Linked DNA regions of Mus musculus: region 2 is linked to region 1. The links are chromatin contacts, called in public HiChIP or PLAC-seq maps. All regions are on one chromosome and are shown on one strand. The core of a region is the stretch at or near the end of the contact, and the rest is flanking DNA. Distances in the headings are between cores, read along the strand shown.

Region 1 (5,585 bases), core at 1,026-3,525:
AACCATCATGGTTAGTGCAAATTCACTTTTGTGGATCAAGTTTATAACATCATAAGATAATATAAAAGCTAAGTTTAAAAACCTAAGTTGTCTTAAGTTAGGTGCACACTCCCACTCTCACATTTCTCAGACTATTATAGGTGGTTACCAACTCTAGCCAGTTGGTTTTTTTTGTTCCATTTCATCACAATGACTTATAGGAAGCAGGTTTTAAGCGGTACTTAGCTTTATAATTATACTTAATAACACATGTATTTATAGAAAAAAAGATACCTTGAGATTGTGGAATTATCTGAGACAAAACTTTGATTGTCCTCTTTGGCTTTACGTCCTTACTGTCTAAAATATCTTTTTTACTTATATGCTTTTCAATAAAATTCGTAAGTTGTATTATAAAAGAAACTCCAAATTTAATAAGATGGTACAATGGTATAAGGCAAACCCATTTTTAAAACTTTATGTTATTTTTTATCATTAGAAAGATTTACCCAAAGTGGCATGGGGGGTAAACTCTGCTCAAAAAAAAAAAAAAAAAAAAAAAGAAAATCAAGGAATGCCTGAGATCTTGCCTACCGAGAACGGGGTAGCACATTCCTAACTAGGAAGAAGAGTGACAAGGTTTGGGGAAGGCTGGAAAAGCCATCAAATATATGTGTCTGAGACCCAAGTGTGCAACAAAGGAGGGCAGAGATGGGAAGGCAGGACCAGCAGAGAAAGGGAAGGCAAAGGCCACGGTAGAACCAAATCCTGAAGGGTCTCAAGTATGGTGAGAGCTGTACTCTACAGACTTTGGGATGCTGTTCTGAGGAAAAGGACCTGGGTGTTCAGAACTGTCATTCAGAAGAGCAACTTTTGGGTACATACTGCCCAAGGACACCTATGGACTGCCACCTGGAGATACAATCCGAAGGGACATTTTCCCTTATCTGGTAATAGCAGGTACTCAATGCACAGTCTTAGAAATGGGAACAGTAGAGAGAAAAGGGCACATTTCAGACAAAACTGCATTCACATCACAAGTATTAATTACAACTTTCAAAGTATTTCCTGCTCACATGGCATGCCATCTGTTGCAAGAATTCACCCTCATTTTATCCGTTCACCAAATGACAGCAATGTGTCCAAGTTTCTCCAGCAAATACCACAAGTATTGAGCCCAAACAGCAAGAAGCTTCCTGTCAGACCCTTATTCTTATCATTTCACTAAAGTATCACACCAAAACACCTGGCTGCACTCCTCCACCAACTGCTGTGCGTCTGTCTGTCTGTCCTCTTACTTGCTCCTTCAAGGCAGGCTCCACCCCCTCAGTGTATTCCCCTGGATCTTCCGCCACACACTGTCTTTATCTCAGTAAACAAAAGGAAAAGAGAAGATAGCTGGCTGGTCAAACCCAGGAGTATTCTCTGCGGTGGCTCTCGGACAATGGAGAATGGTGGATGAGCCAGGGACTCCCTTCCCCAGTTTACTTGTGGGTATTTCCTGCTCGCCCATTACTGGTGCAGGAAGAACCCTGCCATGGTTCCTAAGGAGTCCATCACCAATGAGGCTGCTCTGCATTCTAAGTGGGAAGGATGTGTGCAAATGGGACCGCTCGCAGCCCTATTTAACTTTACCATGGGTCTGTGTTTGTCAAAGCTCTATGCCAACCCCCTCAGAAAGAAATACCACAAAACTTCTTTAAGGGAGGGTAAAAAGACCTACTTTATACACTTGGTCTCATGCTAATCAGGGCACCATTGAAATCCCAGCTGAATAGGAGTCCTACAATAGCCTGGGAAACACGAGGTGGTCTCTCCACAGCGCAGGCTGCTCCAGTCAAAGCGGCTCACTCCCTGGCTTTTTAACTCCTTTGGAGAAGATGGAGAAGAAGGGGAATTAACACTGGGATCAGAAACTGCTATTCCTGTGCAGAAAAGTCACCCCACTTCTGCGTGACACTTATCAGCTTCTCTGGCCATTTTTTCTAAGGCATCTGATGCAGCTGCTGTCCTTGGTAGACGTGTAACGGAAGGGGACACAGGGTTCAGCGGCCAGCTAAAGGGAGATTCTAAAACAGCACTTTGCTGGGAATCTTAGTAAATAATTTCTGTTAGAGATTAACTGGTTGAATTATTAATGCAGCGTGTCACCAGCCTCCAATAAGAAATGAGACTGGCCCTGCTTTCTAGATAAAAAAAAAAAAAAAAAAACAAAACACTGAAGTGAGTGCCAGCCTACTCCACAGGGTTGTTGTGAAATTCAAGTAAGTTAATAATGCATGAAGCGCCTTAGTGCACAGCTTGTCACATAATGAGGATTCAGTCAAGTCCATGGCCTTCCAGCCTGGAGTTCAGTCTCACCTCTATTCTCTTAGGAATTTACACAGGAACAGGAAATACTGACATGGGTAAAAGGTTTTAAACCCCAAATCAAACTTAACTACTTTATAGGGCCCGATAATTTTAAGGCATTCTGACGGGTTCGCTTTACTCACATGCTTGTTAGTGAAAATCTAAACGCCAGTCTTTACTCTCGGAGGAAAAAAAGGTAGGCTGTTGGTTGGTTCATGGCCGAGAGTACCACCATTCTCTATCCCAAATCCTGCCACTCAATATCTCCGAACAGCAGCTGCCTCACCCATCCCAGCACAGCATCAATTAGAGGACGGTGGCTCCTTCCAGGCCTTAAGTCCTGGTGGGATGGTGATGTGGCTGACTACAGGGTAAGTATTCAAAAACATCTGCTGCCCTAGCCTCTTCCAGCTGACAGAGGACAATGCTACTCCAGGTGTCAAGGCTGGATTTTGTTGTCTGCTTGGGGGGCGGAGCAGGGCGGGGTAGAGCTCTACAATGAGAAAAACTGACTGAATATCTAAATACAGATTCTCAGACTTACATGTTGTCATCTGGAAGAATCCGTCAGTGAAACATTGCTAATTGATAATAAATGACCAATTTCACAGTTGTGACAAGCACAACTGCACACGATCAGTTTTAAAGCAAACTCAGAGTTTCTTAGCCCCATCAACGGACTTGGGAAAATTGAATCTAAAATTCCTGACAGCTTATTTCTCCCAGGAATGGAGAGCCATGTCCTTGGAATGCTTTGACCCAAGATGTATATTTTATCTTCCCAGCCAGTCCCTAGGAGCTCTGCGCTCTTACAATGCCTCAAGTTCAGGCCTTTCAAAGGAGTCCTTCACAAAGGTGCTAGGAGCCCACCAGCCCCCCTGCCACGCCATTGGAATTGCTCTCTAAATAGATTTCAATGAGAAGTTCCTGAACAAAAGACTCTCTAATAAGTTGGTAACACCTTTGGAAATATTTTTAAAGTCTCAGCTTCCTAGAAGTTCCTCCTCCTGGGCGCTGTGTGTGCAGTTGGTGCAGAACAAAGCGCCACGCATTTAATCAAAACAGCCGCTAAGGGCAAGATGTCAGCAAATGCAAAGATGAGAAATGATGTGTTAGGCTGTTCCTCCCTAGAAGCCTACAGAGGCCAAATTGACCAAAACAGCCCCTTTGGGCAAGTGTCTAATGAAATGGGCTGTGCGGCTGAGAAACATTTCTGCCACTTCCTGTTGGTGGTTGCTAACTTAGTAACAATGTGGGTCATTTGTGGGGAAGAGGCCAAGCGGAGAAGTTCTATTTACTACGTTTAATGAACGAGCTGCATCCGCAGACACTAACCAGAGAAGCTCAAAAGTTACCACCACAGCATACTGAACCCAGGCACAAAAAGGGTCCACTAACAGAGTGGCCATTATTGCTGCCTCGTGAGGCTACAGAAGGGCTCTAGTTCAAGGTCCTCCCACCCCTTCCTGAGCCTCCTGATAGGACTGTCCAGGATCCAGTATGCTCTTCTCTTCAGTACCCGGCTTTTGCACCCCTTCAAGCTATGAGCATTTCCAGCAGATCTCTGGACACTCCTTCTTACCCCTCTCCCCCCATTACTTCTAGAAATATTTTCAATCATTCTCTACATTTGTTAGGCTAAGCATGGAGAGTACCAGTTACATCTCCTAGTAAGACAAAATTAAGGAGCAAGCCCACAGGGAACGGACAGGTGTCACTCAAGTCGTGAATTCTGAATGCTCACGCATGGGCTAGTTTAGGTAGCCGGTAAGGCTTAAAAACAAACCAATTTAAATTATTTTTCTATTGACCCATGCTTTGTCTGCAAGTATGTATACCATACTGGCTCCCAGAGGCCAGAAGAGGGCACTGGACCCCCCTCCTGCCCCCACCCCCATGACTGGAGTCACAGACAGTGAGCCACCATGCTGGTGCTAGGAACTGAACATAAGATTTCTGCAAGAGCAGCCAGTGCTCTTAACCAATGAACTATCTCTCTAGCCTTGGATGCTAAAACTTTAAGTTAGTCTTTGCAAGTCTGTTGTTAGTGAAAATACAGTATATGCATTTGATATTTTTGAGGTATCCAAACAACCACAGGACACACCATGGTTGCCTTTAATGACCTTAATGGGTTCAGGGTGAGAATCACAAATCCACCTTCCTTTGGACAACCTGGTCTTCCCAGCCTGCTGACTGATAGAAGAGCAGGCTTGGGGTAGGAGGGGGAAGACAGGGTTTTAGCAACACATAAGCAGGAGAACAGAGCAGAGAAAACCAGCCTCACCAGTCAGATTCTCGTCCCAGTTCTGGAACACTCTTACTGCACCATCTGAGGGGAGTTATGTTCAACTTCTCTGAACTTCAGCTCCGTAAAGCTGAGATGAAAGTGATTGGGATTTTACAGGCTCCTTGGAGAACCTATCAGAAGGCATGTGCAATGTTTTAACATGGTGAGAAGTCCACAGCTAATGTCCGATGCATGTAAGCCACTGTCATCAATTCAGGCTCCTGGCCAAATTTCCATACATACTAGCTGAGCGCACTGTGCATCCACTCGCCCTCTCTGAGCTGAGACCCTGTGACCAGCATTTGCTTTACTGTGGACACATTGAGGCACCAGGGAAAGCAGCTAACAGTAGTGAAGATTCTCTCCCCTTCGCCTTCCTAAAACATCTGGACTTTCCTGTCCCACACATTGACCACTTTAAGCTTTTAGCATGATGTGCCATCTAATTCATAAAGCCTTTCGATTATCTTAACCTTTTTAATTTTAATACTCCGCTGATGTCCAGCCTGACAGTCTGAGAGATAGGAAATCATTTAAATTCTGAGATGGTGATTTAAACTTACCAGGAACTAAACACATTTACATGATGTGGCCTTAAAATTGTATTGACTAAGTTCCAGGTATGTGAAGGTCTCGATATTTGTACTTCTAAATAGTTTTTAAGATACTCTGAAGTGGTTTTTGTGTTTGTTTGTTTCCACTTAGAAAGTCCACAGTCTGTAAACTCCACCCAGTTCTGTAGGTGTTATTTAGCACGTGGGTGTAACTGACCACCCAGCCTCTAATTCTCAGTCAGAGTACTGCTCTCTGCTCGATCACCTAAAACCTATGACACCACAAAAAAATTTTTTTTGGTGGAAAATGTCCTGAAGAACAAAATAATCCTACAGTGATTTCATGAATATCCTAATTCCTAAGACATTGTATTTTTTTCTTATATGTTTTAATTAATGTGGCACAGGCA
Region 2 (5,629 bases), core at 2,162-4,661, 300 kb before region 1:
ATCACAGGAATTTTTCCCATTCACACCTTTTTTCCAACTGGGACGGCTAAAATCTGAATATGACAGTATTAATCCTGAGAGAGTTTTCCCATAAATTTCTTTTATAATACAAGTAAAGAGACAAAGTTTGATACTTGGGCTTTTAATCCACTCAAAGACAGCGAGTGACTGTTACTTCTGACTGCCACCCACTTGACTTATGTATTTTAATAAAAAACAGGCAATGTGTACATATTCTCCTAATGTTCACAGGATATCGTGGGAACTGTAAATTACACTAAAGGTTAACTTCCTTAGGATTGAAAGTGTTGCATAAAAACAAATGACATATTCAACTTTGAAGGGTTATTGTGGTTTAAAAACTTGAATGGGGAACAGAAAAGGAGGAAAGGAGAAAATGTATTTGTTCTATCACATGCCTTTCATGAGAGAGGGAAATTATTTTAATTACTTAGAAGAATAAAATGTATTGTGTACATATTGATTTTTCTCATTCACTCTGCTAAATTTGGGAACAGAGTTTATTTGAGGATAAAATGCATAATGTTCTAATTGAATTTGCTCTCGATTATTAAAATATTAAACCACCCACTACTTAACTTTAACCCTCTTTTGAGGTACTTAGTACACTAAATTTTTCAGGAAAAAAAAAGTGTAGTGTTTGCTGAGTACAAATTCAAATATGAAAAAAATTTTAAAATGTGTTCATTCTATCACATGACAACTTTCATAAACTGGGAAAATTATGATCCCCACTTTGCATGCGAGAAATAATGAGGGTCATAGACTACAGAATAAGACAGAGAAGCAATATACAATAAACTGTGGCTAAAAGAGTGTAAAGTGCGCCTGTATGGTCACCGTATTTAATGTAAAGAGTTTCAGCTAGCAGCCCAGACACCCATTTCAAATTGTAGGACTGTCATCCTTACCTGAGTGACCTTGGGCTTGTTTTAGGTCTCCAACACCTTGACCATCAAATGGTAGATCCAAAAGCACTAAGTGCCACACCGGCATCACCATCAACTCTGGGGAATCAGTGGCTGTGTGCAGATGAGGCAGACTAAAGGTCTGTATGGCTGCTCCTAGCTTTGCTTTCTCCATTACATCCAAGTACTAACTATTATAATATCCTTTCTGTGAAGGACCTACTAACATGGCATGACATATGTGTTCTACAAAACACCATTTCAGAAACATGCCCTCAATAGGAACAACCCACATTTGGGAAAAGCTTTTAATGCACCCAAACTCTTGTCTAAGTCACAATTTATAAAACTCTGTCATATGATCATATGTAATAGGGGACTTACAGATGGTAAAGGTGTGCTGTGGTCAACCAGAGAGGTGGCAGTGAGGGTGAGACTGGACCCCTGAGCCACATCTCAACAAGCATGGTAATTTTCTGTTTCCAGTCGAGGCTACAGTGGAGACTCCGTGAATTGGCCTAGAACCCACTGAGACACTTGTTCATTTACAAATGCCTACCATACCATACATGTTCTTTTTGTGGCCAAATAAACCAAGGAACAAAGGCCTGAGAGGTCTGCTCACTCCGGAGTTCACATTCTAGTGTGAAAAAAGACTCAGAAATGTCCAATAGAGCCTCCTGGCTCTGTTCTCAACGAGGTGGATCTAACAAAGTAAGAAAATATGAAGCTAACAAGCAGCTCTCAGAAGAGAGGTCTGGGAGGAAAGGATCTATCATGGGTGAGGTCTGGAGAGGAGTGAAGCAGACACAGGGCACTGGCCAGGGCTATGCACAGCCATACAGATGGGACAGAATGTGAAGCTTGGAGAAATGTCCAGTGTGGCACACTTGGTGGTGAGTGGGTACAGAAGGAGGTCTGCGGTGGCTCCTATGGCTTTCTGTCCTTCTTGTCATTCATCTCATAAGTGTCAGTTAGCATTTACTGTGGGTTCTGTATTGTGAAATAAAGTACTGAGTCCTTTCTAAGAACCTTGTCCCAAAACCTCTACTCCTCTTTTTTCAGAGAGAGAGAGAGACAGAGAGAGACAGAGAGAGAAAGATTGTCAGTCTTTTTGGCTGTTGGCTTAACGAGAACAGGTAGACAACAGTAACTGTCCTGCATGGAAGAAAGTCGCTGTGAGTAAGAGCCTCAGTGGCCTGATAAAACAATCCCCTGGCCTTTAAAATCACCTGCCTCTGGCTCCAGGCAGTTCTCACAGTTCAGAACTCCCCCACAGCTGCCAGCTTGTTTCCAGGCCCTTTACAGAGTAGTAATTGCCTTTCAATTGCTTTGTTTGCTCATTCATGACTGTAGAAGCATCCCAACTCCATCTAGAGCGCCCGCTGGGTACCACAGTATCCCAGCTCCTTCCCAGAAAGACAGAAACTCTCTCCCTACCTAGCTCAGGTACAATTTCCCCCTGGACAGCCTGCCTCTGGTATGTAAAGTAATGCCTGAGGCCTTGAGACAGAGGGCCTTCAGTTTTTTCATAGGAGTCTGCTCTGGGGGAGCAGAAGATGAAACACCAGCAGAACACCAGGCTTGGCAATTAGACAGACTTGTTTGGCTCTTTGCCCTTACCTTTCTAATGCTGTATTGGTTGTGTCAATGAATCTACTGCTCAAGGAAGGTAGTGTGTGGAATGCTCCTGATGTCTATCACACGACCAAATAACCATTCTAGGTGGCCTCTTGACTTCGGCCCTGTATGGTAAGATTTCTGACTAGTTGTGTGGTCTCAAGTCATCAAAGGCAACCAAGGACAAAACTCCCCTCAAAAGAAAGCTTAATGATGGGCCTCTTCGACTGTGTCCTCCTCCCAGTCAGTCATCCTATTCCTGCAAGCTGATGTTACACTTCTTTGTGGATCAAACTGCCAATCGTGTTTACCTGTTGAAAAATCACACATTTAACTCCCACTTCATTAATGGATTCAGATTTTGTTGGGGGAGTTGCTCACTTGAAAGGTCCATTTCTCACAAATAGCCATGTGTCCAAGGCTGGTAATTTAAGCTCTTTGACTCTCCATTTCCCCAATGTAATAATTATGTATGTGGTGGAAATATCGTGAAGAATAAATGGGACACATGGACATACAGACTGTGCATTCTTTCTTCTTCAATGATATTTCCCTAGTAATTAAAAATGCCTACCATCAGTTGGAGAGTATTCAGGAAAAACAAAACAAAAGGGCAAAAAAAAAAAAAGAGAGAAGAAAACAAACATAAAACTAAAATAAAGAAACATTCATTATGAATTTTATTACTTCAACTACTGTAAACTGTGTAGGAATCTGAGCTGCAAAGCTACTCATTAAACTGTCTGCTCTTTCCTGTTTAAACAAGGCCCCTCTTGGGTCTCGAAGCCTGAGCCTTCATGGGTCTGCATCCAGGAAGGAAGACGTTTCTACGGTAACCGAGGAGGCCTTCTCCAGAGGGTCTCTGGGAGAGGCCAGGATCTGGTGCAAGTGACAAACTCCAGCTCCCTTGATAATGAACAGAGAGGTAGCAGCCACGATGGCCGGCCTTGAGTAGAATGAGGGCATTCAGGCGTGAAATCCCTTTCAATCGCTCGTTTGTTCTTCTCTGTGGAGAATTCACTTTGTGCCACTCTTGAAAAATGGCTGATGGAGACTCAGTGGTGTGTAAATAATAAATGTTCCAGAAGGAAATGTGTGTGTGTGTATGTGTGTGTGTTTGTGTGTGTGTGTGTGTGTGTGTATGTGTGTGTGTTTGTGTGTGTGTGTGTGTGTGAGAGAGAGAGAGGGAGAGAGAGAGAGAGAGAGAGAGAGAGAGAGAGAAGAGAAAGGAGTTGTTGACATGCCATCTGTGATTTGGTTCAAATTTTTATAAGGCCCGATGTTGTAGGAGAGTAGCCCAGTAACTTCTTTTTACCATCTGTGAATTGGGATGTGAGGGACAAAGTCACAGAGGAAGGTGTTTGGTACCAAAATATAACCTATGCTCCTGGTGGACAAGGTTTGAATTGTACGACTGTGATGCTTGCAAAAGAAGGATGTGTAGACAAGAGGAGTCAGAGGTATAAAAGCGACCAAGTCTGAAAGATGGGATGGAGCCTTAGCCAAGACTAGGGAGGGAGTAAATGTCACTATTTCTTTAAAAATCCTACAATGGATTTCCTCCTGCATTGTCCTCTACATCTTCACCCTCAGCTTCTTACGTGGGTGCCATACTAGTCACTGAAGGGTAGATGGAGAAATGGGCTCAGAGAAGTGGCTTTTCCACTCAGTCACCAGATAGTCAGGTCAGGATTCAGACCCAGGTCAGTTTGACACCTTAGGCGAGGTCTTTATTAATGACTAGTATGCTGCCTTCCACAGATAATTAAGAGTACGGTATATGAAGCGCTTGTGGACAATGTTCTGGGTTGGTATGCTGGAGTGGGGAATGGCATGCTGTCCCCATCTGATGCTTGTCAACTTATAGAGAGCCTCCTAGTCCCCTCAAGCTTTATCCATGACCAAAGAAACTTTGTCATTGCTTCTGAATGCTAAGGACTTGGCCCTGACTTGGTTGGGTTAATAGGAGATTTTCCCTGGGATCAAATCCCACACATCCTCAACCTCTTGAAACCTAGAGCAGTTACGTTGCAAATGAACTCATCTCTAAACAGCCCACAGCTTTCTAGGCTCTCTACTCATTCAGAGTGCACCTCATTTTGAACATGCAGAACATGAAGAATTTCCGTCTCAGCTTTTTCCATGAGGGCGTTCTGACCTTCCATGTTTAGAGCCAAAGTGGTTCCAGTTTAGTAAACAGTCTTCTATGGAAAACCTATGGTTAAAGCTGATGGCATAATTACCTGCCCTTAAGGAGGCAACAGTAGTGAAAGCCAAAACTAATGAAAAGTGAAGGCTATCCAGAGGGTAAGGCCAAACCCCCCCCCACGAGAGTGGGGACCCTCTAGGTATTGAGTGAGCAATATCAAGTGCTCGCTCAGGAAAGAGGAAGGTTGGTAGGGAAAAGTTCCTTCCATATCATAGGTTGTATGTATCTCGGAGTTCCCTTCATTCTAGAAGTCAGTTGGCTATGCTCAAGTGTTAAGTCTCAGCCAGGCACTGATGCTAAAAAGGAAAATAAGGAAAATGCTCTGAGAGATCCATTAGTAGATAGGGTGCATGGAGATGATGTTGTCATAGAAGTTAGAGAAGGGGTCCCAGAAGAAATGGAAATGAGAACAAGTCCAATAGGAAAGAGTGGGTAAGGTGTTTAGAGTTTAGAGTGGGTAAGGTGTTAGAGTGACAGGGGCAGGGGTGGGGGGTTGTGGTGGAGACACCTCCTGGAAGGTGTGCTGTTTAAGCTGAGTACTGAAGGACTCAAGAGTGTTGCCAGTCAATGGTACCTTGAAAGAGTGTGTGGGAGAAACAGAACAGTAAAAGATCCAGAAAGAAGGGAGAACCTGGCATAACTCCTTAGTGGGTCGGCAAGCATCTGTTATAGAGACTGAGAGGAAAGCAGAAAAGCCAACTTGTTTGTCCCAGGTTACACTGCTCATAGTAGTCCAATCCTGGCCCCAGATTTCCCAGCTAGGAACACCATCCCTGCACTACCTACTCTCCCCAACTCCCCAAGGACTGGCTTGTATGAAGACCAAAGCCATGTCACATTTAACCCAGATGCCCCAGGATCTTCTACAGCT

Evidence for each region. HiChIP or PLAC-seq counts read pairs in DNA pulled down with a chosen protein or histone mark.
Region 2: an H3K4me3 HiChIP or PLAC-seq map of embryonic forebrain shows a contact between it and region 1, with 4 times the contacts expected there. The contact joins two enhancer-like sites. A contact is called at or near these places in 8 of 39 promoter capture datasets (the 3T3-L1 cell line, 3T3-L1-derived adipocytes, the HPC-7 cell line and 5 more), 4 of 484 Hi-C or Micro-C datasets (embryonic fibroblasts, embryonic stem cells, liver and 1 more), 7 of 115 datasets of contacts at active chromatin or transcription factors (astrocytes, craniofacial prominence, differentiating embryonic stem cells and 4 more) and 1 of 9 other capture datasets (embryonic stem cells).

The regions. Positions count from the first base shown.
Region 1 is chr4:105,167,126-105,172,710 of GRCm38.p6, reverse strand. The region is part of intron 1 of Plpp3 (phospholipid phosphatase 3); the gene reads right to left. Among named protein-coding and RNA genes, the nearest start is that of Plpp3, 13 kb to the right of the region's middle. Within about 2 kb of position 2,275, at least 55 of the 459 cell types and tissues checked have an H3K27ac peak or open chromatin away from gene starts, as enhancers often do. A contact at or near this core is called in astrocytes, embryonic forebrain and neural progenitor cells, where this site is marked.
Region 2 is chr4:105,473,148-105,478,776 of GRCm38.p6, reverse strand. No RefSeq gene overlaps it. Among named protein-coding and RNA genes, the nearest start is that of Gm40217, 160 kb to the right of the region's middle. Within about 2 kb of position 3,411, at least 56 of the 459 cell types and tissues checked have an H3K27ac peak or open chromatin away from gene starts, as enhancers often do. A contact at or near this core is called in astrocytes, embryonic forebrain and neural progenitor cells, where this site is marked.